Linked DNA regions of Mus musculus: all the other regions are linked to region 4. The links are chromatin contacts, called in public HiChIP or PLAC-seq and promoter capture Hi-C maps. All regions are on one chromosome and are shown on one strand. The core of a region is the stretch at or near the end of the contact, and the rest is flanking DNA. Distances in the headings are between cores, read along the strand shown. Region 1 has its middle 38 kb from the start of Gm33318. Region 2 has its middle 82 kb from the start of Gm33429. Region 3 holds the start of Parp12 (poly (ADP-ribose) polymerase family, member 12). Region 4 holds the start of Zc3hav1 (zinc finger CCCH type, antiviral 1). Region 5 holds the start of Tbxas1 (thromboxane A synthase 1, platelet). Region 6 holds the start of Hipk2 (homeodomain interacting protein kinase 2).

What was found. Promoter capture Hi-C pulls out the DNA fragments that hold promoters and counts their contacts. HiChIP or PLAC-seq counts read pairs in DNA pulled down with a chosen protein or histone mark.
Region 1: a promoter capture Hi-C map of liver shows a contact between it and region 4, with 2.4 times the contacts expected there. The contact joins the enhancer-like site here to the promoter of Zc3hav1 in region 4. A contact is called at or near these places in 3 of 39 promoter capture datasets (cranial neural crest, frontonasal cranial neural crest and liver) and 5 of 115 datasets of contacts at active chromatin or transcription factors (embryonic stem cells, extraembryonic endoderm stem cells, large pre-B cells and 2 more).
Region 2: a FOXA1 HiChIP or PLAC-seq map of pancreatic cancer cells shows a contact between it and region 4. The contact joins the enhancer-like site here to the promoter of Zc3hav1 in region 4. A contact is called at or near these places in 4 of 115 datasets of contacts at active chromatin or transcription factors (bone marrow-derived macrophages, extraembryonic endoderm stem cells, microglia and 1 more).
Region 3: a contact with region 4 is called in a promoter capture Hi-C map of liver, with 5 times the contacts expected there. The contact joins the promoter of Parp12 here to the promoter of Zc3hav1 in region 4. A contact is called at or near these places in 2 of 39 promoter capture datasets (liver and neural stem cells), 1 of 484 Hi-C or Micro-C datasets (liver), 2 of 115 datasets of contacts at active chromatin or transcription factors (memory CD8 T cells and thymic regulatory T cells) and 1 of 9 other capture datasets (liver).
Region 5: a contact with region 4 is called in an H3K4me3 HiChIP or PLAC-seq map of fetal liver, with 2.4 times the contacts expected there. The contact joins the promoter of Tbxas1 here to the promoter of Zc3hav1 in region 4. A contact is called at or near these places in 1 of 484 Hi-C or Micro-C datasets (the G1E-ER4 cell line), 3 of 115 datasets of contacts at active chromatin or transcription factors (cardiomyocytes, fetal liver and pancreatic cancer cells) and 1 of 9 other capture datasets (pancreatic islet).
Region 6: a contact with region 4 is called in a promoter capture Hi-C map of pre-B cells. The contact joins the promoter of Hipk2 here to the promoter of Zc3hav1 in region 4. A contact is called at or near these places in 5 of 39 promoter capture datasets (the C10 cell line, fetal liver, liver and 1 more), 4 of 484 Hi-C or Micro-C datasets (CD4 T cells, embryonic stem cells and muscle stem cells), 3 of 115 datasets of contacts at active chromatin or transcription factors (pancreatic cancer cells, stem cell-derived neural progenitor cells and thymic regulatory T cells) and 2 of 9 other capture datasets (liver and pancreatic islet).

What each region holds. Positions count from the first base shown.
Region 1 is chr6:37,479,053-37,482,766 of GRCm38.p6, reverse strand. No RefSeq gene overlaps it. Among named protein-coding and RNA genes, the nearest start is that of Gm33318, 38 kb to the right of the region's middle. Within about 2 kb of position 1,421, at least 26 of the 459 cell types and tissues checked have an H3K27ac peak or open chromatin away from gene starts, as enhancers often do. A contact at or near this core is called in liver, where this site is marked.
Region 2 is chr6:37,611,530-37,615,154 of GRCm38.p6, reverse strand. No RefSeq gene overlaps it. Among named protein-coding and RNA genes, the nearest start is that of Gm33429, 82 kb to the right of the region's middle. Within about 2 kb of position 2,069, at least 19 of the 459 cell types and tissues checked have an H3K27ac peak or open chromatin away from gene starts, as enhancers often do. A contact at or near this core is called in pancreatic cancer cells, where this site is marked.
Region 3 is chr6:39,116,838-39,120,388 of GRCm38.p6, reverse strand. Parp12 (poly (ADP-ribose) polymerase family, member 12) reads left to right here and starts at 2,040. Exons shown (of 12, transcript NM_172893.3): 1 at 2,040-2,582. The coding sequence starts at 2,230. 4930599N23Rik (RIKEN cDNA 4930599N23 gene) reads right to left here and starts at 1,916. Exons shown (of 4, transcript NR_045813.1): 1 at 1,569-1,916.
Region 4 is chr6:38,352,965-38,356,615 of GRCm38.p6, reverse strand. It overlaps Zc3hav1 (zinc finger CCCH type, antiviral 1), which reads left to right and starts at 2,013. Exons shown (of 13, transcript NM_001347122.1): 1 at 2,013-2,701. The coding sequence starts at 2,394.
Region 5 is chr6:38,917,493-38,921,109 of GRCm38.p6, reverse strand. Tbxas1 (thromboxane A synthase 1, platelet) reads right to left here and starts at 2,124. Exons shown (of 13, transcript NM_011539.3): 1 at 1,869-2,124. The coding sequence starts at 1,957.
Region 6 is chr6:38,874,324-38,878,163 of GRCm38.p6, reverse strand. Hipk2 (homeodomain interacting protein kinase 2) reads left to right here and starts at 1,974. Exons shown (of 15, transcript NM_010433.2): 1 at 1,974-2,365. The coding sequence starts at 2,347. It also overlaps a transcript of Tbxas1 not described here.

The DNA.
Region 1 (3,714 bases), core at 172-2,671, 870 kb after region 4:
AGGAGCGGGTGTGGCAGCAGTCCCAAGAAGGCGCCAGGGACTGCAGCTAAGTCTTATGACTTGCACCTGACTTCCTCATACACCTGAAAATAAGCCACAACCATCGTAAGAGCTGCGCAGGTGCACCAGGATACTGGCGAATCCATTTTGGTGGAGACATGCCCCTGCTGCCCTGATTAGCTGAAGCTGTGTGCCTGGTGAGGTGACGTGGCCTGCCCTGAGTGGATGAGGGCTGAGAGTATATAAGAGTGAGAGGCCCGGGTCAGGGAGAGAGAGAAAGAGGAAGATGAGGAAAAAGATGAAGCGAGAGAGATGAAGACAGAAGTTTGCTGAATAAACTGCTGTTAGAAGGACTGGTGGTCGTGTCGTTCTTGCTGGTTGAGAGCGGACGAGACAAGAGAAGACTTCATGCACATGGGTTAAAGCCAACAGAAGTCCTTATTAACTAGTTAGCAGCTACACTGGGTCCTCAGGATATCAATGTAGCACTAGGCCTTTCTCAGGATGATCTTTCAAGTACAAAACACATGTTCTGGGTTGACATACTTCAGCTAAGAAGAACAGTTAGCCAGACAAAGAATTATAAAAACTAAAAAAAAAAAAAGTTAGTATATTTTGAGATGTTCCCAGAACTAGTTAGTATATTTTGAGACGTTCCCAGAACTATATGGACTTTGATAGATTAGGTCTTTGTTTTAGTTTTGGCAAGGGATGCTGTCTATGTGCTGAGTTTTACAGCCTGAATGGTAGTTCCATTATGAAGTCAGTTGTGCTAAGGTCTATGTGCCTACTGAGATCTGGGTCCCTTTTACACACTACGACAATGACACTTTAATACAGTTCCTCAAGTTGTGGTGACCTCACAACCATTGAGAACCACTATCATAAGAACTCAATATTTAATATATGGGAGATATACCTCAACAATAAGAAAATAAATAATCAAATTTATATTTATATGTGTGTATAAATGATGAAGTAATGAGATGAGAGCCTTAATTAAGCTGTGTGAACACAATGCTTAGGCTGAGCCCAGAACATTTCTTTCTGTTCTATCTATTCCTAGGCTTAGGCCTGGAAGCTCCTAGCCTCCATAGAATCTAATCTTCTCCAAGCCCAGACCTTGAAGGCTTTAGCTTCCAGCCTCCATCTGCTAACCTAGGCCTAGAATGTTTCAGCCTCTGAGACTAACTGCTGAATAAACTCATGACCGTTGCTAGCTCTTTCTGAACTCTGGCTGGCTGGTTCAACTCTGCTGTTCTGGTTCCAACTCCTTTCCAAGATGACTAATTCAAATTGGCTTCTCTCTGTTTCTAACTGAATTGCTCTATTTGGAAAAACTGCCTCTGAACCTCATGAACTGAACTGTGCTGATTGCAGTGACTGTGTGACCTGAATGGAACTGAACGGAACTGCACACACTCAACCGCATTTACCTGACCTTCACTGAACTCAACTGAACTCCACTTCCTGCACTGCTCTTAAGTAGCCTCTGTTTCCTGTCTGTTCTTGTAAGAGTTGGGCATATCTCATCTCTGACTCATTTTGTCAAATTTTCTCTGATTCTTCACTTTGTTTGCCCGGAAATTAAATGTCATTGTTTGGGATTAAATGTATGTATTAAATGTGTGTCTGTATTCTAGCCAGAGGGATTAAAGATATATATTCCAGCCAGGGGGATTGAAGGTGTATCATTCCATCTGGATCACATAGACCTATATGGTCTTTGGATGTGAGCCCTTGCCAGAGCAGCCATGTTACTTAAAATTCTTCTACATGTATGGATTAATGCTGTTGTTGTCCTTGGCCAGAGGAGTTCCTCTTTACAGTTATCATCAATTAATGTGGAGATTCATAATTGATCAAAGTGGTGAGAAAAAGTGACTGACCGTTGACCCCTCTCCATGAAGGTTCGGGGAACAGAACTGGAGGATTAATGTGAAGTGCAGTCTTTTGGGACATGACATTGTCATTGCACCATGAAACTACTGTGTCTATCCTTCTTACACAAGATCAACAGGCAACACAGATTCAGTGGGCTTCAACAACAGGAGACAACATGAAGAGGGGAAGAGTAACAGGTAGGAGGAAGGGAGCTGGGGTGTACATGATCAAGACACACTTCTCATGTTTGAAACTGCCAGGATCAATGAAACATACTATAGTTTTAAACATAAACAATTAAGAAATGGGGCAAAGGGTCGAGTAGTGGTGCACACCTTTAATCCCAGCACTGGAGGGGCAAAGGCAGGTGGATTTTTGTAAGTTGGAGTCCAACTTGGTCTACATAGTGAGTTCTAGGATAGTCAGGGCTATTATACAGAGAACTCCTGTCTGAAGCACCTCCTGACCCCCCCCCAAATGGACAAAGGCCCTGAATACACACAATGACCAGCTCAAAAATTTTGACATTATTAATTGTCAAGTAGATGTGAATTTAGTCCCAAATTAAATATCAGCTTACACCAGTTAGAATGGCTATTAGATCAGAGATGAGGGCATAGTTCAGTGATAAATGTTTGCCTGAGGTTCTCAGATTGATGCTGGCATTTCAATAACCAAGACATATACAAACAACAAAAGACAACATTTGTTGGAGATGATGTAAGTTTCCTTGTACTTTGGTACTGGGAATGAAAATTGATAGGATAGTTGTGCAAAACAGTAGAAGAATTGCCAAAAAAAAAAAAATAAGAAAAATAAGAAAACTTCTCTTTGCAACAGATGGGAGATCATTAAAAAAAAAAAAAACCCACAAGCAATCAAAATGCAGAGTTGTGGAGCTCAATCCTAGTGAATACATCTACAAAATAACTCCTGCATCTATAAAGGCCAGAGGGCCACGGAGTTTGCTGTGAAGTTGTGTCTCCTAGTAAAGTCAAAAGCTACACCCACAAAGCCTCACTAATCTAACTGCCTAAACACGAGCTGAACAAATACAACAACCATGGACGTGCTAAAGTGGACTAGAGAAAAACTAAGGTCACAGCCCCACGGGCATCTAAGGAATGCTGGTCTTCCCCAGGGAAGAGCACACGGGTTAGTTCTCTGATCCCAGATGATCGTCCCTGGAAATATACACACAAGTAATATTATTCAGACTGAGTAGGTTAGACTTCGGGACATATAGCCGTATAACAATGCTTAGTGTGTGTGTGTGTGGGGGGGGCATGAATTTGAATGACAGCAAGGATGGATATGTTGGAGGGGTTGGAGAGAGGACAGGGAAGGGGAACATGATATAATTAGTATTATTTCAAAATGACAATAAGTAATAAAAGTATCACAAATATAAATGCCTGTTTCTGAGTAGCCTGACTTCAGGGTATCCAACCTAAGGAAGTACCCCCAACATCTCAAAAAAACCATGTGCACTTCCATGTTCTTTACATCATCCACAGTAGCTAAGATACAGAATCCCTGTAAATGCCTGCCCGTGGCTAAAAGGTTAAAGATAATGTCTTAGTCAGGGTTTCTATTCCTGCAAACAAACATCATGACCAAGAAGCATGTTGGGGAGAAAAGGATTTATGCAGCTTACACTTCCACATAGTTGTTGATGACCAGAGGAAATTAGGACTGGAACTCTAGCAGTTCAGGAAGCAGGAGCTGATACAGATACCATGGAGGGATGTTACTTACTGGCTTGCTTTCCCCAGCTTGCTCAGCTTGTTTTCTTATAGAACCCAGGACTACCAGCCCAGGGATGTCACC
Region 2 (3,625 bases), core at 820-3,319, 740 kb after region 4:
AAGTTAATCTGTTTGCACAAAGATTATGATAGGCTGAGAAAATCACTTCTGTTTAGCTTGAGTTGACACAGGGTCTCTTGCATCCTGGTTTATCCCAGGCTGACATCAAAATTGCTATGTTGCCTGAAGGTGACAATCTTGGACTTTACGATCATGTCACCTTCTTCTTCCAAGTGCTGATAATTATGGGCACGAGTCACCATGCCCATCCATTTGCTGGCCATGAATGTACTGAGTAGTATAAGATTGATGTCCAACAATACCTAGGGAGGCATTCTGCCTCTGTTTACCTTTTTAGCACTAAGACTACAAGCATGTGCCACCATCTCTCTCTTATTTTAAACAGTTTCTGAGAATTGAACTCATGTCCTTGTGCTTGTAAGACAGGACTTTCCACTATAGCCTAGGCTGGCCTGGAACTCATGATAGTCTCCTAAGTGCTAGGTTTATAGAAAAATGGCATTCTATTGCTAAGGATTAAGGTTAAATTAAGTCTAAAATTTTTGGTTCACAGAGCACAACTATATTATTCTGAAGCAAGATGATTTTTTTTTAAAGTAGGGTTTTCTTTTGCTGTGATTAAATTCTATTAATTGCTCTCTCATTCTATGTTTAGAGTGCAAAGGTGGGCGTCATTACCCAAGTGCAGCTGGAGTAACAATAACAGCCCTCCTACAAAAGAGAAGGAGCCATCTTAAGCTGCTGGCTAGGTCACCAGAGGCCCTGTAAATATGCAGATTAGATCTCCTTGAACCCCAGAGACATCTCTGAGAATGAAATGTTCTGTCATTCTGAAAACATTCCCCAGGAGGGTCAAGCATGAACTAATCATAACACATGACCAACCCAATGCACTGAAGTGAAAGCCATGTACTGTCTACTCCCATTTAAATGCAAAAGCCTGGGAATTCACTATGGGCCTTATGACTTACCCAGTAACAGCCAAAATAGCTTAAAACCAGACTGGAACTGCCAATGACTGTCTTCCCATGGTTTGTCTCAGGGACCACACTCCCAACTCCCATGTCTGTTTAATGATGGTTAAGAGGGATTCTTTTCTATTCCCCCCATTTCCTATTTTCTTACCTCCTCTTCTTCCTCTTCTTCCTTATTCCCAAGAATTTCCATTTAATCAAAGACATAGTTTTGGGTGTACTCTAGGACTGCCTTAAGGGTGGGAATTAAATTTGGGTCGTTGGTGGAGCTTTAAGCTGGGGCATCATGCAGACGATACACACTAGATTTGCTAGAGCTGTGTTGGTCCCAGTTTTTCCCTGAGTAGCTGTGCTATAATTGGGTTTTCTGGTCACAAACTCTATGCTTCCTTCACTCGCACGATTTTATTCTTTTGACGTTCAAGTACTGGGCTCATTAGACCATTCAGAGATCAAATCTGATAGGCAGCTATCAAACACTTCCTTCTCAGAGGAACTAGGCCGGCACCCTTGGATATGTGGTTTTCCTCGGACATTATGAGTCTAGGTTGTTTGTATTCAAAAGAAGTGTTTCCGAGTATAGTTCTATTGAGAATAGCATAGTTTGACTTCAGTGAAGCAGACTAAGTTGAAGGTTAGAAGGACACAGAAGGGAGAAGTGTGCTGGAACAGAGTGATTGACTAGCTGGGGAAGTGCGGGTTGAACTGCATCTCCTAAAACCATACGTTGATGCCACGCCTTTACCCCTGGTGTGAATATGGTCAGAGAAGAAATATCTTAGGATCTCTGGGACTTTGGGATAGAAGAGGTCATATTGTACCCAGCACTCTAATCTTAGACTGGTGTTCTTATACAAGGAGTGGAATTTAGTCACAGATGGACATAGACAAAAATAATGTCAAGAATGGAGGTCTATAAGTCAACGTATCTGAACGTATTAGAGAGGTAGGCAAGCCTGGGGTTAGTCCTCTGAGCCAGCAGCTTCTGGCTTGTGAGTAACTCCTGGTAAATGCAGAGACTGGGAAGGTCAATTTAAGCTATGATTAAGGCAAACACCACCGTGTTTGGTAAATCTAAACCTGCCCTGGGAGCAAACTGTCAGGAACACCCCGCCCCATTTACTCATGTTGTTGTTGAATGACATAACAAACACATGCTGACACTTATGAGGTGTGGACTTAGAGGTAAATGGCTTAGAGTAGAGCACTTGCCACCCAAGCACGAGGACCTGGGTTTGGATTTCCAGAACCCACACAGAGCTGGCTGCAGTAACGTGCTACTGAGTGGTAGAACCAGGAGAATCCCTAAAGGTCGAGAGACCAGTGAGCGTGTGTGTGTGTGTGTGTGTGTGTGTGTGTGTGTGTGTGAAGGAAAGTTCCCAGAAATCTCCAATTGATTCTTCTGCTGGGTTGATTAGAGCTTCCAGAAACCACAGAGAGATTAGAATAGTGCAGGTCAAGGACTGAGTTGCAATTTATCTTGGCCTGTCTTTAGCCCCATAAATAGACATTCTTGGCCCACTTCTGCATGTGACCTAACATCCCAGGACTAATAGATAAAAACCCCTTGGAATGCATTCCCTTAGCTGACCATTAGTTTCTACCTACCCAGGAGCTAAGCATCTCACCAGACAGCATGCCTCTGAACTTCTTTCTTGGCTATAAACTGCTTCTTTGATATTTCTACCAATCAATTTGAAAAGTGCCTTGGATTATGATTTTTCTGTTGTTGTTGTTGTTCTGTTACTATAAAAAACTTCCTAAGACTGCTTCCATGTTGGAAACTTGAATTTGGGGTAACCTAAATCTGTGTTCCCTTGCTGTCTTAATTATCATTCTGTTGCCTTGAAGAGACGTTATGACCAAGGCAGCTTATAAAAGAAAGCATTTAACTGGGCGCTTGCTTACATTTTCAAGGATTAGTCCACGGCTATCATGGTGTGGAACATGGCAGCCAGCTGGCCGTTGAGCTGCTTCAGGAGTAGCTGAGAGTTTCTATCTGATCCATTAGCAGCAGGCAGAGAGGGAGACTGGGCCTGGCATGAGGCCTCCATGACAGGCCTCTTCCAATAAGGGTACACCTCCTAACCCTTCTTCAGCAGTTCCACAAACTGGGCACTAAACAGCCACCTCATGGAGGCCATTCTTATTCAAACCACCACACGGGTGCTCATCTCTCATATTTGGTTCTGGAGTAAACTTTCTTCTTTTTCCACCTAATTTTTGTTGTTGTTGATTGTTTGGGAATTTCACATAATGCACCTGATTACCCTTACTTCTCAGGCCTCCCAGGTCCACCACCCCTGGTGGTCTTCCTCCTCTCCACAAAAAAGAAAGGAAGGAAGGAAGGAGGGAGGGAGGGAGGGAGGGAGGGAGGGAGGGAGGGAGGGAAGGAAGGAAGGAAGGAAGGAAGGAAGGAAGGAAGGAAGGAAGGAAGGAAGGAAGGAAGAAAAGTCTAATTTGTGTTGTCCATATACTCACTGGAGCATGGTCAAACCCCTAGTGGCCAGCCCCTTAAAAAACAGTGAGTCCTTCTCCACCCCTAACCCCACTTCATCATCTTTATCACAACTTTTAATAGTTCTCGTCAATAGCTTCCTGTCTAAGATACTGCTTGGGGTGGGGGAGGCAGTGAAGAGGTGGAGGAATAGGGGTGTTCTCACAGAAGCCTTCTATGGCTCTTTTTTTTC
Region 3 (3,551 bases), core at 791-3,290, 760 kb before region 4:
AAGGCGTGCGCCACCACTGCCTGGTCCAAAGTCATATTCATGCCTGAAGCCTACTTCCCTGTTCTAGCCTAAAATTAGATTCCTGCCTGAGTTTACTTCCTTGTAATGGCCCAATGTCAGATTCCTGTCTGAAGCCCATCTCCTTGTCCTTGGCCAATGTCCTGCCAAGTGGCCCGAAAGTTCTCCACAACTCATGACCTCTGGAAAAGCAGTCAGTGCTCTTAACTGCTGAGCCCCCAAAATCTAGTCTTTATACTCATTTTTTTTTTCTTTTTTGAGAAGGGTTGCTGCTGGGAAATTGAGCCTAGTGTTGTATGTGTTGTATGTTTATACAGTCTACCACTGAGTTTCTGGCCCAGCCTGCTGTCTTTTTTTTTGTGGTGTGTGTGTGGTAGGATGTCATTTCTCAGGAGCTTTCCGCCTTTTTTTTTTTAAGTTTATTTATGTATATGTATGTGTGTGCCACAGCACACATGTGAAGGTCAGAGGACAATTTTGGGGGTGTGGGGTGTTTCTCTCTCCATCCCCTTTTACCTGGGTTTTGGGGATCCACCTCAGGCTGGCAGGCTTTGGACAGCAGGTACTTTTCTCTGCTAAGCCATCTCTCCAGTTCCCGCCTTATTTTGAGACAGAATCTCTCACTGGGTTCCAGGGTTTGCCAATTGGTCTACTCTAATCCCATTTTATTACATTTTTGTAGTAATACTCCCCCCCCCCCCCAGCACACACCTTCCTAAGGATTGAGCCCAGGGGCTATACCCTCAGTTGCTCTTTTCTGTAGTATTTTATACTTAGAATAAAATTTTATTCATTTTAAATTAATTTTCTAAGCACTCACCTCCCAATTTTCAGCCTTCACCTTTCCTTTTTCCACTTTCCTAGTACCTCCCACACTCCACTGTGACCAAAGTGTTGGGTTTGCTTCATGCTCACTCAAAAACATCCTACTGTGTACACTTTCAAATCCAGACTGGACTAGAACTCAGAGATTGCCTGCCTCTGCCTCCCAAGTGCCGGGATTAAAGGCGCCTTCACACCTGTCGTGCCTGGTGTCTGAAGCGTCCAGAAGAGGGTGTCAGATCCCTCCTGGAACCAGGGTTACAGGCAGTTGTGAGCTGCTATGTGGGTGCTGGGAACCCGGCCGAGGTCCTCTTCCAGAGCAGTGCGGCCGCTTAACCTCCGATCAGCCCCATGGAATACTACTTGATTACAATCTTTTCTCACAACATACTAATGTCCTTCTAGGTCAAACCCAGAGAATTAACATGCTTGTTAAACTCTTGTTGTCTGAATCACCGTCTTACTGTTTCCAGTACTCCGTCCTCTCCTGTGAACATGACTTACTAACGCTTTTATTCCCGGGAGACTCCTGGAGGAAGGAATGGGGGTGCCAAAAGTCGTATTTTAATAGGTATACCCCCACACACCCCCGTTTACTTACCCCGAGAACGTTTAACTCCCAGGGTAACACACAGGAGAGTTCTTTCCGGTGAGGAATCGAACTAGGTGCATCACCTTTACTCAGAAGGGGCGAGGGAGGGAGGATCGGCCCCCTTTAAAGGACGTACCTACGCTTTCCTTCTGGAAATGCGGGATCCGCTACAAAAGCGGAGTGTCTGGCAATTCGGAGCGACTGTTTCCGTTTGTTCCGGGGTGCGGTGGGACCGGGTCCGTCGTCCCCGCTTCCGAGGCCCGCCTGCTAAAGCCCGCTTTGGCTCGGGCGACTTCTGAGCCCCCCTGAGCGCGCCGGCCGACGCACCAACCGGCCGCAACCGGCCGGCGCCGTCTGGAAACTTCGCTCGGCTTTTCCGAGATCGAGGTTGCTGACTGAACCCCCCGCGGCGTCCCTCGGGCCTAGCTGAACGCGCCACTCGCCTCACAGGACGCTGCTGCCTCGAAGGGAGCGGCCACGACTCCCTCAGACGCGGGAGTCCGGCCCCGTGAGGACCCGCGCCCCGCATCTCCGGCCGCGCGACGCCTCGAGGCACGCCGGGTCGCCCAGTGCGCGCGCAAGCGAGCGCGGGCCGCCGTCGAGCCGCGCGGTCCCCAGCTGGCGGCCCTAAGACAAGGGCGCCGGCTCCTCAGCTGCGGCCCGAGGGCGTGGCAAGGCCCCACGGCTCCTGTTTTCCCGGCCGGAGCCCGCTTTCGGTTTCGTTTCCTTCCAGCGAAACAGTGGGGCCCGGCCCGTGAAAGGCGCCGCCGTCCGTGCTAAGCCTCAGTCCGACGGCCATGGCCCAGGCCGCGGTGGCAGTGGCAGAGGTGACCCAGCTGCTGTGCGCGGCGGGGGGCGCCTTGGAGTTGGCGGAGCTGCGGCGCCGCTTGCGAACCAGCCTGGGGACCGACGCGCTGGAGCGGCTGCTGCGGGACTGCGGGCGCTTCGTGGTGGCCTCGCGGGCGGTCGTGGCCGTGGGCGCGGGCCGGGAGGCCGCGGCGGCAGCCTCGGAGCGCTTGGTGCTGGCCGTGTCGTCGCTGCGTCTGTGCCGCGCGCATCAGGGCCCCAAGCCGGGCTGCACCGGGCTCTGCGCGCAGCTGCATCTCTGCAAGTTTCTCATCTACGGCAACTGCAAGTTCCTGAAGACCGGGTAAGGACGCCAACGGTGGGCTTGGGCGGATGCTCCTGGCCCTCCACTCTCGGACCTCCACCCTCGTCCCGTGATTGGGGCAGACCGCTAGGTGACAGTTCCTCAGCCTCGCCTGTCCTTCACTCTCAAGAACGTTTATTGATCACCTACTTAGTGACTGGCAGTGTATGGTGGACTAGCACAGATAGAATGTGGTGCCAAGAGGGACACCTGAGCATGGCAGTATGGCCCCCAGGAGGGAAGCTGGTCCTCAGGGCTGCTTTGAGGAGCAGGCAGCAAGGCTTGCTGTCCCAGCTGTAAGGAGGCTTTGGAAGTGCCACTCAACTTCTGTTTGTCTGTTTACAAGCCGAAATTCAGAATTTCAAGATCCATAGAGAGTTCCGCTCTCCTCTAGCCACAGACCTTCCTGGGTGCCTTTCTACACCCCCACCCCCCACCCCCCACTTTGTTTCATTTAGGTGGCAGAGCCCTGTCTGGAATGCCCTTCCTGGTTTGCTTTTTTAGCGCCTCGGGCAGGAGCTGAAAGATTTTTCGCTTTTTTGAGCTTTCTCTAACTCTTCCACAACACACTTTATGTCCTTATTAGTCTGGGCTGCTCTCTGCTTGCACCTGCAAGGTGATTAGTGAAATCTGTTTATACTGAAGAATTTGGGCCTCACCTTAAAGGTGATAAGGCCTGTTGAATGTCAGCTGTGAGGTTTGTGTTTTAGGAAGATGTCTTGGGTAATGATTCGGGGATGCTGGGTTAGGAGAGGATGTTGGAGACTTCATGCTTCGAATCTAGTCCAGTTATCTAGAAGGATTAGTTTCTTCCCTCCCTGCTTCCTTTTGCTGTAACAGTAGACATCACTTTTTATGATGTCAGGTTAATAGTCACGTTGGGTTAGTAACCTTGACCTGTGTAGTCAATCAGGGATCCAGACTGGGTACAGCTGCACCCTCAACACTTTTGAGACAGTTCTAAGTATC
Region 4 (3,651 bases), core at 764-3,263:
TCACCTCCAGTCTTGTTTGATCTTAAAGTCTTGTTAATCTTAAAGGAAATACCAGCAAAGAAAATGAAGAGAAGGAGGAAGAGGTTGTCCATTTCAGTCTCTCCGTTTCCTTGATTGCAGCAGTGTCTTTGTGCTGAAAAGTTTTAATGGTTTTTTTTTTCAAATATTTGAATAAAAGTCTTTCTTACAGGTGGGGGTAGTGAAAATGTTTTAATTCCTTGTCCTAAACAGAAGTTTATAGTATCTGATAGAAAAGACTCATATTTAATATTTATAAAATCCCCTTTACTTGGTCCCTCATCCATCCCCAGGAGGAGGGAGTTGACAATTCTAGATCCTTCAAGGGACTTCCTCTGACCCCCTAACGGGACACTGCTATTTCTAAAGCTGATGCCCTCTGGGAGCTGGGATTGTTTCTTTGATTTCTGTGTCTTCAGAGTCACTACTGTAAGGACCATACCGAAGATAGTAAACACATTGATCTTACTTGATTTGATAAGAATGGGGCTCTGGAAACCTGCCAGACTGAAAATAAGGCCAAGTGGATTAAAAGACAAGACAGAAGCAAGAGTCAGAGTCAACAAGCAGCCAGATGAGGCCCGGGCTTGGCTGCTTTACAGACCACCGTTCCAGTGAGTCAGAGAGAGCGGCTGTGCGTACCACACCAGAGGGATTCTCATTCGGGTTTCTGAAGAATTTGAAAGACTTTATTTCTTATGAATTTGTTTTTAAATTTTAAATTACATTTATCAGAGAGAGAGGGGGGAGGAGGAGGGAGGGAGGAAGGAAGAGAAAGAGTGTTGTGGAGGTCAGAGGGCAACTTGCTAGAGTAAACTCTCCCAGCATGTGGGGAAATTCTGGGGGTCAAATTAGTGTCCTGTGTTTTAGCAACTGGTGCCTTTACCTGCTCAATTATCTTCCTGGCCAATAATCCCTTTGCCCCAGTCTCACAAGTGCTGATATTACCGGCATGCCTTCACCACGCCAAGCTTTTAATATTATTTTAGCGTGTGTTTGTCTGAGTGGGTGGGGTCACTCGCACCTCCCTCTTGTGAAGTTTGAAAGCATCGCAGTGCACACTTCTCCTGCACCGTGCCTGCAGATTTTAAAGAAAGGGTTCCCATCTGATCGGTGAGCGCTCCATTCATTTCATTTCTGAGTGCTGAAAGGAAAGCCCCTTTCTTTTTCTAATTTGGGTCTAGTGTTTACTGGCCTGCAAATTAGCTGAGAATACAGATGAGACAAACTAAACACAATTGTGCAAAAGAAGTTTTAAAGTCACAATTTAACAAGGGGAGGAGGCCGAAGAGCGTATAAGGTTTGTGTGTGGTGAGTGTGTTTCACTACGGAGTCTGGAAGGACAATCGGAGTTTTTTTTTAATGCTAATGTTTGGAGCAGCAGAATCTTCCGGAAAGCTCCCTGGGGACACGGATGGCTCTTTAATTTCATCAGCCTTTGCTTTCCTCAAAGGGAAATCTAGTTATTATTTCCTTCTGTCTCTACAGTAACTCTACGGTAAGGTAAGGGTTTACCTTAAAAATCATCTTCATGCCAAGGGGGGAGGGGTGGGGGAAATCTGAAGACATTCTAAGCAGTTGGTTTGAGGCACCAAAATTGGAGATTTTAAGTTAGCAAGGCCAGAAAGGATCAAAGAGTGGGTCTTCAAATAGCTCTGGAGAAGGCTACGTAAGAAACCAGGGAGAGTAACAATCACCGCCCTCTAAGAGGGGCTCGGCACTGGGTAGAAAGTGCGTAATCCTAGATCTGGTGCCGCGGAATCAGGCCCGGAAACAAACTCTCGAGAACCTCGGTCATCCGAGCTCCACCTGTTCCTTCAAGTTATTTCCCCAAGTGCGGAGTTCGGATAATATCCATGTCCTAAGGTGGTGGCGAGCATTGACGACACTCGGCGGAGAGTCCCGCTTACAGGAAGCGCTCACCAGGTCTGCTCTTTCCGGGGCTGGGTGGGGCTGATTTGAGGACGCCTCTAGTGGGCCCCCCAGGATGCGTCACTCTCCTCAGGCTCATCAAAACTCCACCCGAGCCTCACGAACGTCCTTACTTCCTCTCTTCCTGGTAGCAGCCTTGCAGTCCCGAGCTCGGGGGACCTCACGTCTAGCCTGGAACCGAGGGTACCGCGCCGCGGCGGACCTGCCCGCCTAACGTCGCTCGCTTCCCATTCGCTCTCCCGCGCGGCTGACTTTAAATCTGACCCCAGGACCTCGTCGTCGAGGTCGGGCCTCGCGACACCACCGCCGGAGTTGGAAAGCGAAACCGCTCTGCTCTGCGAGCGGCACCGCCCGCGTCCGCCCCTGGGACCGCGCGTAAGTTTCGATTCTCCGTGAAGCCGAGTCCCGCGCAGCGGCCGGAGCAGCGGCAGCCATAGCGCGCCATGACGGATCCCGAGGTATTCTGTTTCATCACCAAGATCCTGTGCGCTCACGGGGGCCGCATGACCCTGGAGGAACTGCTGGGTGAGATCAGCCTCCCCGAAGCGCAACTCTACGAGCTGCTGAAGGCAGCAGGGCCCGATCGCTTTGTGCTATTGGAGACTGGAGACCAGGCCGGGATCACTCGGTCGGTGGTGGCTACTACTCGAGCCCGCGTCTGCCGTCGCAAGTACTGCCAGAGACCCTGCGACAGCCTGCACCTTTGCAAGCTTAATCTGCTCGGCCGGTGCCACTATGCACAGTCCCAGCGGTGAGTGCAGCGGGAATGGGGAAGGTTCTCTAATTGCCTAGTCCGGCGCCGCGGGGCAGCTTCCTAGGGGAGGCGGGAACCGGGTGGATATGGCTCACTCGGCTGCAAACCCCTTCTCCCTCTATCCCTCCTAATCTCTAGACCAGTGGTTCTCAGCCTTCCTAATGCTGCGACCCTTTAATACAGTTCCTCAGGTTTGTGACCCTCAACCATAAAATTATTTTCGTTACTACTCCGTAACTGTAATTTTGCTACTGTTATGAAATGTAATGCAAGTATCTGTGTTTTCCAATGGTCATATTCGACTCCTGTGAAGTTAGACCCCCAGGTTGAAAAATCTGTAGCCAAAGCGCTATTGGAAAGGCGGACAAGGCTGCCTCTCTACCCTTCTCACCTCCCACCAGAATCCTAATTAAAGTACGTTTGCACCAACCAGAGTTTGTAGAAGTTGCAGGCACACCTTTTTCTCCTTGCTACTCTGGTACCTCGAATGTTGCGATCGCCCCAGAATCCTAGCGGTGCTGCCCAGTCTCCTGTGTCTCGGGTGCGCCAACTCCTGGATCGCTGTGACCCTTCACTCCTTGTCTCTCCACCTGGCCAGATAGATAACTAAAGGTATAGTGGCCTCTCAGCCTTCTTCCTAGTATGCGTGGTGGCCTGTACTACGACACCCCCCCCCCTTCTTGCAACCGACCCACTGTCTCAAATTGCATGAAATAATGTGGCTTAACTTCTCAGGCAGCTGCTTCTGGTCCTACTTGGTCTTCTTCTTCTTCTTCTTCTTCTTCTTCTTCTTCTTCTTCTTCTTCTTCTTCTTCTTCTTCTTCTTCATAAGCGTTTCCAAGGGTTGGCTCAAGTCCTTTTATTTTGCTGTCTTCCAAATTTCTCCAAGACAAGGATCACTTGCTGGGGTTCACCTGTCATAACTACCGAGATGATTTCCAAACACA
Region 5 (3,617 bases), core at 875-3,374, 560 kb before region 4:
GAATTCAGAAATGAAAAAGACACAGAGAGGCAATGTAGAAATGCATATAAGGGGGTACTGATGCTGCAGGACCACCTGGAAGACTCGGGTGCCTAAGGCGTTGAACGTCACAGAACATAGGCTGATGAAGAGAAAGTAATATTGATAAGCATTTCTTTTCTTTCTTTCTTTTTTTCATTTTTTCCTCTCTCTCTCTCTCTCTCTCTCTCTCTCTCTCTCTCTCTCTCTCTCTCTCTCTCTCTCTCTCTCTGAGACAAGATCTTATATAGTCTGGGTTGGTTAAGAGTGATCTTGAACTTCTCATCTTCCTGCCCTTACCACGCATTCCCTCCTCCTCCCCGCCCCAGTTCTGGGATTACATACAGATTAATGTCACTAAACCCAGTGTGTATGGTACTAGGGATCCACCCCAGGGCTTCGTGCATGCAGGCAAGTTCTCTACCACCTGAGCTATAGCCCTAGCCCATAACCAGAACATTAATAAAAAGTGAGAAGACACATAAAGCAAACCACTGAAGATGGCTCGTTTTCAGTGTGGGGGTTTAAACCTAGGCCTTTGCACACACTACCCATGTGTTCGTCTTATCCCTCCCCACCCACAATCACGCTTTCCTCTGCTTTTAGTAGGAGAAAATTATAGTGGTAGACATCTATTATGCACCTACTGCATGCCACATACTTTGTTTTGGATTCCACAGAGACTGAGAACACATTGAAGTGGGTTGTTAGGGACGGGGGCAAGGGACTACCCTTTGCTCTTGTTTTCACACGTGGCTGGTTTCAATGCCAGATCAGCTATGCTGAGACAGAAAAGTTCAAAAAAATAACCAAACCAGTTAAAAACCAAAAGAGCACTGGGCCCGATGCTGGGCTTCAGAGCCAATTTCCAATAAGTCATATCATCATCAGAGAACATCAAACGCACATTCCACTTTCAGCTATGCAAATTCCAAAAGAATAATACCTCACATTTGCATAATGCTTGATGTTTTTCAAAGTGCCTTCCCAGCTATTAATCTACGGGTGGCTTTATTACCACTAGAAACATAAATTGAAACTCTCTTCCAGCTCTTCTTTTTTTTTTCCACTTTCCCCTCAAAACCCAGAGACAACCTAAATCCAAGTGTTTGGGAATCCATGGGTATCTCCAGGAAAGGTAAGGACCCCGCTGGGTAAACACAAATATAGCTCATTGTGAGGTCTGTCCTTCACAGTCACCATTGGGGCCAGCTTTTAAAACACAAGGTCTGTTGTTGAACTAACAAACACACAAAGAGCAACAGTGTATGTAGCACAAGTTTAAGATTCCTTCTGGGTCCCCAGCTTCATTGTCACCACACCTGGCTCTTAATTTGGCACCCATCCCCTTCTACCACATATTAGAAAATTGGGAAATTTATTCTACCACTTTGTCCTTAACCCTGCAGGCATCTCTGTCCCCAGTAAAGTTTGTTTGCCGAAGAGCTTCCATGTCTTTAACTTGATGTGAGCCAAGAGGCTGAATTCGTTGCAAACTCAACATGAAATGATTTCAAAAAACAAGGTGAGCAGGTACGTCAGGGTTGGAGAAAGCCCTTCTAGCCATCCCCGATGCCTTTCCAATCCGCTTCTTTTTCCATTTCTTTCAGACTTAATTGTGTGTAGCGTTCCCAGTCACAGAGTCTCCAGCATTTCCTGACACTTGAATCTCATGCATTTTAGCAAAAAATTAACCTGGCTGTTTGCTTTTAATTCCGAAGCCGTGTTAATACTCAACTCCCTCTAGATTAGACAAGAAGAAAAACACACGCCCGCATACCCCACCTGGCACCACAGGCTCCTGGGCTGACATTTGTAGTGTCGCAGTCCCTGTGGTTGGCCACACTTACCATTTCAGGAGGGCCAAGAGAGCCACGAGCAGAGTCACAGTCACTATGGTACCACTGACTTCAAACTTGAGAAGCCCCAACACTTCCATTTTTCCTCGGAGACCCCGGAGGGGTGGTCCTCAGGAGGAAAGAGGGTGCTGCTCTCCTGCCCTTATAGGAGTCCTGATCTGTATATAGGTGGTGGAGAAAGAAGTAGGTAGTCAGCTGAACATCCCATCAAGTGAGTCCCCCAAAAGTGCTCTTTCTTAGAGTGTGCCTTTCTTTATAAAGAGGAAGGAAGCAGAGGGAGAAACAAAGGGCTTCAGGGCAATGAATCAGCAACTTTATTTTCTTGATGACTGTGTTGTCAATAAACATTTATGTTAGCTTCCCCAGAAACAGGAGCAGACAGGCGGGCCTCATGGTCATCATGAAGCAAAATGGTTGTTAACCATTGACTGCTTCTCAAATACGCCGTCCTCAGAGAAAGACCTCCTGCAAGATTTGCCTCTCTACACCTTTGTCGATCTGTACTTCAGTGGTGACACAGGCCAGGGCACTCTGAATGTTCCATGGATTCTGGGGGCCAGGTGGACAGCATCATCTGCTTTGTAGCCAACCACCTCCCAGTGCATTGGTTATAGGATGCAAGCTCCTGACTGAGAGGAGAGGCATGCTCACAGTATTGGTGCAGACCACAGATCTTACCTCGGGTGAGCGCTCTCAGCATGAGTTGTTGGTTGTGTAAAAGCTCACTCGTAGTCGTGTGTGGGTTGACTGTTCTAGCTTCTGGTCTAATTTGATGAAAGACACTGGATGATTTTATTTGCTTATTCATCAGCGTGTTTCATCCTGAAGACAGATAAAAAGGTTGGGTGAGCAGGAAAACACCCACCATGACGTTATTCGGCCATTCATAGAGTGTATATGGGGTCAGCATCCGCCATACTCACAAATGATGCTGGCCCCCAACCCTGGAGAAGATTCTTTGCAGATGGATATACAGTCTACAAACGAAGGAATAATTACCAGTGCAGAACAGTGCTGTGAAGGTTCTCAAAACGGAGCTTCGGGGACAGCCTGTGGGATGGCCTGCTAGGAGGTATAGTGGGGAAGACTCTAGGGAGGAAAGCCATCACTGAGATTTGCCTGTGAGAAAGCAGTTTGTCCTGTAGAGAGCTGCAGGAGAAGCAGAAAGAGAGCATGGGTGGAGGCCTGGAGGTGGGAAAACCTTTCTGCGCTTTAAGTACTACGGTAAGACCCACGAGCCTTGTTCTTTTCCTCAACTACCCCCCCCCATCTTTCTTTCTCCTCTCTCAGAGTAGGCTTCTCCTCCACAGGGTCAGATAGTCTGCTCAAATTAAGGAGCTACCATGCAGAGTGACAGCTAGTGCTACTGGAGCAACGGCAGGTTTATGGCCATGCTCAGGGAAGGAACAACCTCAGATGTGACTGAATTCAGTGCACATGCCAGAGCAACACTGTGGAAAAAACAACATATATACTTGTGTATACACACACACACACACAGTGCTCCCTAAGGCGTCCAAGGTGAGATAAGTGTGAGAAAGGCTGGTCTAAACATTAATCAGTAAGTTTATTTACTGCAGCTCCATTCAGAGCTATGAAGTTGCTGATATGCCCTGGGAATGTTGAGTGGGATGTGGCCAGCAGCATAGCCCAAGTGCCTTTGACCACAGAATCCTCCTTCAGGGGCATTTATTAACACAGCTCGGATGGAGTACTCTAAGGAACTTGCTCTGAGAAATG
Region 6 (3,840 bases), core at 725-3,224, 520 kb before region 4:
TATTATAATTAAGATGTAGAAACCAAGGTTCAGTGAGGTCAGACAAGGAGACCATGTTCATACACTTGCCAAGTGGGAGAACTAGGGTTTGAACTCAGGTTTGTCTTCTTCACATTATTTAGGTTGTTTTATGGAGGAAATGAGCCAACCTGCAGGGAGGTAGGAATTCTTTAAAGAGAGAAGACACCACTTGTGGGAATGTGACATTTTGGGCAAAGGCATAGATGAGCAAGGTTGGCAGAGGACCACAGGTAAACCAGTCGGGCTGGAGAGGCAGTGATTTGTTGAAATCATGTCCTAGGAGAGGTAAGTTGGAACCTGTCTGTCTTGACTAAAAGCCAAGGAACTAAGAGACTTAGCACTAGATGAAGGTGAGTCTTTAGAAGATAGAAGTAGGAGCATGGAGTGGCCAGAACCACTCCATTTGAGAGAGCAGCAGTATTTAGGAGCAACCGGCCATGAACAAATCTAGGGAAACCAGTTAAGGATTACAAGGGGATAGAAAGGGACAAGTGAAGAGTGTGAAGGAAGATCGTAGGGGCCTAAAGATCTAAAGTTAAGGTCCAATACTTTGTATCATTGGATAATATCCTTTACTGTTGTGGGCTTCTTGGACTGCAAAACGGCAAGGCAGGCCTAGATGATCTCTGAGGTTCCCCTTACCAATGGTCGCCTAGGAGTCTACAACGTGAAGAACATTAGAGTAAGGAAAGCACTAGTGTAATGTAATATGAAATATTGAGGCAAAGAAGATCGCCGTCAAGGACCATCCCAAGATGAAGTGAAACTTATTTTCCAGTAACAAAACCAGCCACGTGTGTGCAGGAGCTAGGTTGTTTTTTTATTTTTGGGTGGTGGATGGGCACGGGATACAGAAGCTGGAAAGATAGTGAGAAAACAATGGTCTTAAAAAGAAAAGAAAACAATGGGCTTGTTTTAAAGAAAGTTCTCCAGAGTTAGAGGTCATCATATTACATCCCCACCCTCAAGGTAGCTTCTAAACTGTTTTGGACCTATGATTTACAGGTAGGAAATACAATTTACATCAGGTGTCCAGTATTCATACCTGAAAATAAAGGGTTTATGAGACAAAATATTTTTTGCTGGATACTAATATTTTGTTGGCTTTTCAGAAGCTTTGTTGTCACCCACTTAATTTCTTTTATGAACTATTCATATATCAGGACTCAACAAGTTTTCGTAAGTTGGAGGCAAAAGGCAGGGCGTCCCGTGCAGACGTCCAGAAGCGAGCTGGAGAGGCAAATCAGGGCAGAGATCCAGGCTAGGAGAGTTTAGAGAACGTTTCGCTCCGGCCCGAGTGAGCAGAAAAAAAGCAAAACCCTGGAGCCACTAGGTGGGACCCTCCCACCCGGATGATGGAGGAGAGGGCTCTCCAAACATCGGGATCAGGCGTCCATCCTGACGTTGCGTTTTCCCCGAGCAGTTCAGGGAGCTCCCCCGACATTCTCCCGGGAGGACTACGCGCCCACTCCCTCCAGTCATTTCCCCCGCGTGTCGGCTAGAACGGAGCCCGCACGCGCTGGGGTGAAGACACTTTGCCCGGCAGCGGGACTGCTGTCGGCAGCAGCCGCTCGCGCTCCCCGGCCCGGTCGGCCGGCGCGCGCACACCCACGCGCGCACTCCCAAGCACGCACACACAAAGTTGTGGCCGCCTCCACCGCGGAGCTCCGGTCGGCGGCTGCGGGCCAGCGCACCGCGCTCTCGCCCAGCCCCGCTCGCACGGCCGCTCGGCTCCCCTCGGGCCGCGCTCGGCCCCCGCCGACGCCCCGCTCTGCCCTTCGGCTCGGCCCTCCCCGCCTCGCATCCGTGCCATCGGCGCTCGATTGCGCGCGGACTCCCTGGGGCTCTTCCCGGCTCGTTCGCTCGCGCTTGCCCGCCCGCCCGCTCGCGCCCGGCCGCGCCGCCCCGCCCCCGCCCCCTCCCCCTGCTCCTCACGGGCAACTTTTGCCGGCGCCCCCGCCTCACAGCCATGCGGAGCTGAGCTCCGGCCCGGGCCCTGGCCGCCGCAGCCCGCCCCGGCTCCCGCCCTCGCGGACCCGCCCGGCCCTTGGCCTCGGCGCCTTAGCCGCCCCGGGCCGGCCGAGCCCCCCGCGCAGGGCCCGGGCCGCGGCTACGGCGGCGGCGGCGGCGGCGGCGACGCGCCCGCCCGGCCCCCTCCCCCGGCGCCGGCCAAGTGAGGCGGTGATGCGGGCGCTGGCGGCCTGGGCTGCGCCGAGAGCGGAGACACAGGCTCAAGATGGCAGATTCCCACTGAGGCTGAGGGGGCCGAGCTCGCGCGCCGCGTTCCCTTCTCCGTTGCCATGAACCGCGGACACCCCGGCCCCGATGGCCCCCGTGTACGAAGGTAAGGGGCACCCGGCCCGCGATCCCCCCGCTCGCTCGGCCAGCCGCGGCCCCCGTAGCTTTGTTCTGCCCGCGGCCCCTCGCCCGGCAGCCCCCGGCCGCAGCCCCGGGCCCTGGTCCTGGGGGCTCGCGACCTTCCCCGGTGCCCCCATCCTGGGTCCAGACGGGACCGGAGCCGGCCTGGAGCAGGATCTTATTTCCAGGGCAGAGAAGGCGGCTGGGGGGTGTGTGCCGGTGGGCTGCTGCCCAAAGAAAAGAAATGGGGGCGGCGTGTGGGAAAAGACGGATCCGTGACTGCTTTCTGTTTATTTGTGATAAATGAAGGTGATGCGGTCCTCCCCCATTACCTTTAAACGATCTCCTTTCTACTTGTCCGTCCTCTCTGCTCCCTTTTCCAAACATCTCCACTCCCACCCCACACTCCTTTATTCTTCCCGAGCCTCCGATTTTTGGGGGGTGGTGGTGGTGGTGGTGGCTGTGGAATCCGATTGAAAGGGGCCAAGCGATGAGAGAGGGTTGAGATGAAAAGTCCATTTCAGACCCAGGCAGAACAATGAAATAGGCTCAAAATCTCCCCGCAGTTGGCGTGTGGAAGGGAGAATGTAGTTTGGCTTTTTGGGGGGGGCGGGGAAGGGGGTGCGAAAGAAGGTTTTCTGGCTCGGCCTGGGTAGATCGGTGCTGTGCACCTTCACCTGGCGTTGGCTGATTTTTTTCCCATTTGACTGTCTTTAGAAGAAAGAAAAGGTAAGGCGATACAGCTGCCTCGCGCACTCTTTCGGTTCTCTTCAGTCAGTTCCGTCAGCTTGCAGCGAGAAAATCAAGCCGGAATCAACTAAGTTTTTACTCTTCTATGGGGTTTTGTGTGCTTGTAGTACCGGGTATTTTTCAACCAAAGTGTGCCAGATTTTTTCAGTTATTTCGTCGTGAAAATGTTTCTCTCGTGAAATCATTGAAATAGCAGCCCTTTACATACTTTTAGCGTGGGTCCATCTGGCTTTCTTTCGGTTTTGTTCAGATATTCTGTGTATGAAATCGCAAATGAGAGGGAAACGGGTTTGCCAGGAACCAAGAGGAGGGGCTAGGGGAGATTGTAATCCTATAAACCCAGGGAACTGTTGGGCCGAGTGAAACAGGGATCTCATTAATAGTTTTATCTCTGTTAGGAGAGGCTGATTTAAAAAAAAAAAAAAAACTTATCTGAAAAGAAAATCTGTTATTAGTACCAGGGCTCTAAATGAATTAGGTTTCTGCATGGACTCTCTTACCATTCAGGCTCTGAATAACAAGGCTGTAAATAACCTATGGACTGTAAATATTTTTTCCAGAGTCTCTTAGAAACAAAGGGGCTGTTTAGAAAGCAACAGAGAAATGTTATTCCAGGGGCTTTCCTCTTTGATTCCGAAGAACACAAGGTCTATTTAACCGTTCCACACAACAAAACAAAATTTCGGATCACTCCACCACGTAGACTAGAAA